2 separate regions of the Macaca mulatta genome follow, and region 1 is linked to region 2. Evidence: chromatin contacts called from public Hi-C data. All regions are on one chromosome and are shown on one strand. Each heading gives the region's core, a stretch centred on a gene start, on an enhancer-like site or on the middle of the called end of the contact. The rest is flanking DNA. Distances are from core to core; before and after follow the strand shown. Region 1 holds the start of MIS18BP1 (MIS18 binding protein 1). Region 2 holds the start of KLHL28 (kelch like family member 28).

Region 1 (3,354 bases), core at 521-3,020, 310 kb before region 2:
CCTTGGCCTGTATGCCTTCTCATCACACTTTGTTATCCACAAACTGTTTAATCCAGTTTTGTTTGGAAAATTACTAGTCATCTTATGTAAATTCCTGCGGCCATTCACATTGGGGCATACTACATACTACTTCTTTCTTACATGAGAAGTGGCCAATTAAAAAGAAGTGTGCATTTCTGAGTGCCTGCCCTTAATACGTCAGGGTTCCTATTTTGCCTAAACTTGTGAGCCATGGCCATCTTCATCAGGCACAGAAACCTCTTACACCTCAATTTCAGGTGCTTTGAAATCTGAATGACCATCCCTTCAAACTTCCCCTATCAAAGTATATTTCACACATGCCATTTAACCTGTTTTAAGGCCGGTTCCCACAAAACTAGTGCAAATCCATGTCCAATCATTTTCTCATTATGGTGTACAAGAAAGAAACTTCATTTTATCCAGGTAAGTTTGCTTCCTTTCCCCCTACCTCCAACTGTTGTTTTTCCTTACTTGCATTCATGTGGATGTTTTAAATTTATATTTTGGATTTTGATTATTCAGTGTACAAAATTCAGATGTGTAATACCTAACCTTGTTTTTTACTCTGTTTTTATACTCTTCCTTAATCACCTAGCCTTGTTTCCACATGATAAGCTCTCCCTTAGCTAAGAAAGCTGGACGAACTCCATTTGGCTCCGTCATTTGCAAGGTTTCAAGGACTCCTTACCCACCCCCTTCCTCTGGCCGAGAATTTCGAGCGTTAGCCATCTCTCGGTCGCCAGCTAATAAAGGACTCTTAAATTTGTCTCAAAGTGTGGCGTTTCTCTAACTCACTCGGGTACAACAGATGCAGGATTTAGAAGGGATTGCACAAGTCACTTAAAAAAAGATCAATCCATTACAACCTTTTCAGTAAAGCCTCTTAATGGGGAAATGTGATATGTGACTAGGAAGTTGAGTAATTTTCTTAAAGTATAAAATAAAAAGAAGCTCTCATCACAAATGCGGATGGGGGGAAGAGGACAGACTTCATGCAGGACTGGAGTTGAACAGGGTTCAGGGCTGAAAACACACCTTACATTCCCTCGCTTCCCCTTCTCTACTTTCAAGACTGAACCAATGTGCCCTATACAAGGCGAAGTATACACCCGGTAACTCCGCGGTATCAGAGCGGAGATTCACTGGGTGCAGTCTAAGGCGGGACGCAGCCTGGGGGCCACCGTCACAAGCTGCATGCAGCAACCTACAGTTGTTGAGATTAATGTTTCTAGAATGTGAGGTGACTTAAAAATAATAATAATCACTTCCTGGCCCGGCGCGGTTGCTTGCCTGTAATCCTAGCACTTTGGGAGGCCAAGATGGGAGGATCGCTTAGAACCCAGGGGTTGGAGACTAGCCTGAGCAACATGGCGAGGCCTCCTCTCTACAAAATAAAAATTAGCCAAGCATGGTCGCGCACGACGGTAGTTCCAGCTACTCAGAGGCTGAGGTGGGAAGATCCCTTGGAGTTCCAGGCTGCAGTGAGCCGTTATTGCGCCACTGCCCTCAGGCCTGGGCGACAGAGCGAGAACCTATCCCCCACGCCCCAAAATATCACACTTCCTGAGGGAATGGTTCAAACTAAACATCCCACTTTGTGCGTAACTTTACATTCAATCCATCATCCCCTCAAGAACAAAATGTTCTTTCTCCCCCTCAAACATGGAGGGCAGAAAAACAGACGTTCTCTCAAACCCACCGAGCACGCTGTTTTCCTGAGACGGAAGAGACGGATAACAGCCGCTACTGCGCACAGCCTAGTGGGGGAGGACGGCAGCCAGGAAGGGCCAAACTTAGACGCAGCAGCGCCGGAGCGCGCTCGCGGCCCACCGCGTGCGACGTCAGCTTTGCACCGGCAGAGCTTCACGGGAGGAAAGGCGGGATTCAGGGTGGGCGGGTGCCCTGCGAAGACGAAACGAACTTTGAGGAAAACTAGAGGATCTCGCCCCCTGCCTGTGACAGCTTAGGGTCGCCTACTTTTTGTGGATACACTACCGTCCACGGCGTGCAGAGGCCGCCTGCAGTTTTCTAGCGTCCCTGTGAGACGCACGGTGGCGCAATTCCCGAGAGTGCCAATCCTAGGCCGGCTGGAGGGCGGGCTCTTCAAATTTGAATTACGGAAGTGTTGTGTGATAGTATCTCGCGGAGGGGGTAAGCGTCGCTTGGTGCCCGGCCGCCGCGGGCAGGGGCCACCGTGGGCCTGAGGCGCGAGCCGGGCGGCGTCCGTCCCTCCCTCCGCGCGGAGCCGAGCCGGGACTGCGGCAGTCTCTCCCTGCCAGGCCCTTCACCCAAGGTACGTCCTCCCGCGCCCCCCGATAGCCTCCTGCCGCGGGTCCCCGCCGATGGTGGGCGTCCTGCCCTTTAAGCATGTAGGCTCACGCAGTTTATTTATTTATTTATTTGTAGATTTCTGGCTTTGGTACTGATTTTACAGCTTCGCACTCGATGTTCACTTATTTTGTGTCTACTGTACTTAAGAGAGTAGAACACGATTGCTCAGATTTATTTCGATGGTGAGCGTTCTAGGTCTTTGTTCTAAAATAACTTTTTTTTTTTTTTTTTAGAATACCAAGTGGGAAAATTATATGCGTCAGTACCCAACTCTTCCCCTTGGGACCCCAGGACCCACAGGGCTATAGAAGCAATTGATCATTCAGCTTATGTTTTGTTCTGGTTAAATTGCATGCTTGTTGCAAACAGCTTTAGATGTTAATAAAATTATTTAGAAAATGGTCGGGCGCGGTGGCTCACGCCTGTGATCCCAGCACTTTGGGAGGTCGAGGCGGGTGATCTTTGAGCTCAGGAGTTCAAGAAAATGGTAGGCCGCTTCATCCTGCCCTTCGAAGATAAACACTGTTTACAATTTGGTTCACTGCTTCCAGAGTTTTTCTCTATGCTTGTTTGTGTTTTATTTATTTATTTAATTTTTTTTTTACACAAATGCAATTATATGTTGTTACTTTCTTTTTCAATTTAATATTTCTTGGACGCTTTTCCGTGTAAGTACATATATATGTATTTATTGAATACATAAATTGTATGGATGTGGTGGAATTTATTTTGTCCTTTATTGGTAGACATCTGGGTTGTTTAATTTCATTTTATGCTGCAGGTACTGCAGCATGAACTTCCCTGTTTAGTGGCTGTGTAGACTACGTTGCCTTTTGGTAAAGAACTTAAGCTATGGAGTCGGGTAGAATCGGATCCTCTTTCTCACTGTCGAGTGACCTTGGTCAGGTTACTTAACCACCTTATACCTTAATTTCTCTTTTTTCAAATTTGGAGTAATAACAGTACTTAACTCTTTCGAGTTACTGTTAGATTATATAGTGA
Region 2 (3,112 bases), core at 563-3,062:
ACCAGTAAATGCAGGACTTGAAGTGTGCCATGAACCACTTTGAAGTTAGAATCGTCTAATAAATTATATAGCAAACTAATGAAGCCAACAAGACTAGAATGAGGAGTAGAACTAGGGTTAAATTTTCCCAGCACCTGCTTTAGTTCTTCGACGGCCTGGGTTCGGTTCTTATAGTCTTCCTGATCCAATAATCGTGAATGCAGCTCCTGAGGAATAATCCCAAATTTAAGATTGCTGTTGGAAAGAGTCACTGCACATGGAAGGGGATCTTCAGGAAATCCAGAGGCTTCCAGTTCCAAATAATAAGGAACTTGACTTCCAAACTGGGACTCCAGGCGGCGATTGTAGTGTCTCCTCAGGGCAGAGGGGAGACGAGAAATATACGATTGAAACCTGTCTTGGCCAAGTCGCTCCCCAATTTGTTGAAGGGCGGAGAAAGCTGTCTCAGATTCTTCTTCTGTCTCCTGATCACCAAGCTTTCGGGCTAGGGATATTATCACCTCGGTGAGATCCAGACCAAGCAACAAGTCCTCAGTAGTAAGCAAGATGGGAAGCAGTAGTGCTGTGGACGCTCTAAGTCGGGCATCGGTACTTTCCAGTCCTTGCTGTATAAGCGTTCTCAGCACCTCTCCAGAACTACGTTTCAGACATATATGCAGGATCTGCAGCGCATCTTTCCGCAGGGCTGGATTCTCTTCCCGTAACGAGACAACTAGTTGAGGCAAAAGTGCTAAGCTAAAGGCCTCTTCCAGCTGGCCTGCCTCCCCCTGACCCCGGAGAACGTCTGAGAGAAGTTGCAAGCAGAGCCGCTTCTCATCACTACCTCCTTCCACAAGCACTCGGCCCAGTGCCCGATACAAAGCTTCCTTGCGTCGGGGGAAGCCAAGTCGACCGCCCCGCCGCGGCAAAGCAGCTTGCAAAGCCTGAAAGGCCTCAGAAGGATCCGGCGCGGTGCGGAGGAGTTGAAGGAGCCGAGTCTCCTCTTCATCTCCCCCTGACAAACCGCCTCCAGAATCAGACCAGCTGCTTGAGACTGCCTCCGAGGGCATCAAGAGGGCCGAGGCCAGAGGCGAAGTTGTAGTGGGGCAGGAACCGTGGTCCCCCGCAGCTCCACGGCAGTAGTAGTTTTTCTCTCCTCTCATAATGCCCCCAACTCCACTATCATCAGTCTCTGGGGCGGAAGGACGACTGCGGCTCTGGAGCCGATAGGCAGAGAGGACTGGAAAGGGCGGCAGCAGAAGCAGAGCGGAGGGCGCAGCCGCCATGCAGGGTCGTCAGGTGGCGGTGGTTGGAAGAAATCATTGCCGTCTCCGAAGGGCTCGATGGAGCCCGGACTTCCAGATCCTCTCCAAGCCCCAAGCTGCAGAAGAGGAAAAAGAACAGCTTCAGCCCGCCGCCAGGCCGCCCCCAACTCCGGGAGGCAGCCTCTGGCAAAATGGCCCCCGTCTGAGCCGTAGACCCCACAGCTGCCACCGGGCGTAACCAAGGGCACCACGTGACCAAACCGATTGCTTCCATGGTGATGTACCCAGCGCGGACCTCTTGACCCGGAAATCCACTTGCCGTGATGAATGCTGGGTTATGTAGTCCACGTCAGGTGTTGAGACTAGGCCAAAGTCTCCTGGAAGAGGAAGTCAGAACGTTGCAAACGTAGCTAGAGCGGAGAAGGGAGGAGGGGTGAAGACATTAGACGGATGTGACGCTTTCCTTGCTCTGGGCGGAAGTTGCCCGCCCCACCCGTAAGAGTTGGGGTTTGACCGGAGCTAGTGAGGATCCAGCCCAGGCTCCAGTTGTCCGCGGCTCCTCCTCCTGTCGCTTCCCGTGTGATTACTGGGACTCAGGTATTTTCCTTTTGCTGTCCTCCAGCGGTGCAGACTTTGGCAGTGTTTTGCCTGAATGCCACTGGTGCTAGAGTAAGAGGCAAAGGACTGAGCGGAGCAGGTGGAAAGAGAGACGACATCTTCTTGTGCAGGGCTGGTTACCCTTGTAAACGCGTTACTCTCTGCCACCCTGAGTAACTGTGATCCTTTCCTCTTGCCATCTGCTTATCAGGACAGAAGATCCGGACCACGGCCAAGCTCACAAATCGGGTACTTTTTTTCAATTCCTGGTCTTTGGGGCCTTTTTTCGCCCCCGCCCTCCTCCCCTTTCTCCTTTTGTCGACTTCTCTTAACCCTCCGGCCGTAGAGGGTTAATTTTTGTTTGTTTGTTTGTTTTTTGTTTGTTTGTTTTTGACCACGTTTCCTTACCCTCATCACTTTGCGTTTTCTTTACAACGTACATAATCTGGAAATAGGTCTTTTTTTTTTTTTTTTTTTCCCCCTGTAGCTAACCGCCTCTCCCTTAGACGTTATCAAAGTCTTTCCTTCTAATGCAGTTCCTCTGTGGGACTCTCCCCTTCCCTCCGCCCCCTCCGTCTGCCGCCCTAGCCTCCCTGCAGGATCCTCAAGCATCTCTGCGGCCTTTCAGTCTCCTAGAGATAGAGATTGCGAAGACAATTTCACTTGCGGTGGAAGTTCTTGGCATCACGGTTCTAAGAGAATTCTGCCCTGTGGATTTAGGAATAATAGTAGACATTTATTTATTTTAGGCGAACTGAGAATTTTGTGTGCATTTTCTCCTTATCATAAATGATACTTAAACGAACACAGTGGAGGAGCTGGCGTATCTAGTGTGAGCCTGAATGCTTTGGAGTGTGGAAGAGAGATTTTTTTTTGAAGGAGTATTAATACAATTACTTTTGAATGACTCGTGCGAAAAGTCTAAGTTATCATTTGAAGACCCAAATTTATGCACTTCAAATGCAAGTATTCCTACCCTTCTCTGTACCAGGTGGGATTTCTCTTAAATACTTTTTAAAGTCTTGGGATAATTGAGTCACATATGCTAAACAGCTTTATAAATAATGCTCCCAGCTGTTGCAAGCGCAAAAATAATTTCTGAATTTTTGCCTTAAATTACGATTTGAATATCAGTTTTGTTTTGTTTTTTTGGGGGGGTGGGGATGGGGAATAGACAATATAAATGAGGCTGTGTAAATATACATCCTATGTTTTGGTTTAAATTCTAGGCTGTTACTTGGGTTTTAATAAGCCATTTTCGTGTTTAAATG

What was found. Hi-C and Micro-C count contacts between places; a contact is called where the count stands out from the background.
Region 1: a Hi-C map of liver shows a contact between it and region 2, with 2.4 times the contacts expected there. The contact joins the promoter of MIS18BP1 here to the promoter of KLHL28 in region 2. A contact is called at or near these places in 4 of 14 Hi-C or Micro-C datasets (CD4 T cells, blood, fetal cortex germinal zone and 1 more).

What each region holds. Positions count from the first base shown.
Region 1 is chr7:118,607,855-118,611,208 of T2T-MMU8v2.0, reverse strand. It overlaps MIS18BP1 (MIS18 binding protein 1), which reads left to right and starts at 1,770. Exons shown (of 17, transcript XM_028851531.2): 1 at 1,770-2,314.
Region 2 is chr7:118,294,405-118,297,516 of T2T-MMU8v2.0, reverse strand. It overlaps KLHL28 (kelch like family member 28), which reads left to right and starts at 1,812. Exons shown (of 5, transcript NM_001261270.1): 1 at 1,812-1,841. It overlaps TOGARAM1 (TOG array regulator of axonemal microtubules 1), which reads right to left and starts at 1,497. Exons shown (of 18, transcript XM_077940950.1): 1 at 1-1,497. The coding sequence starts at 1,265.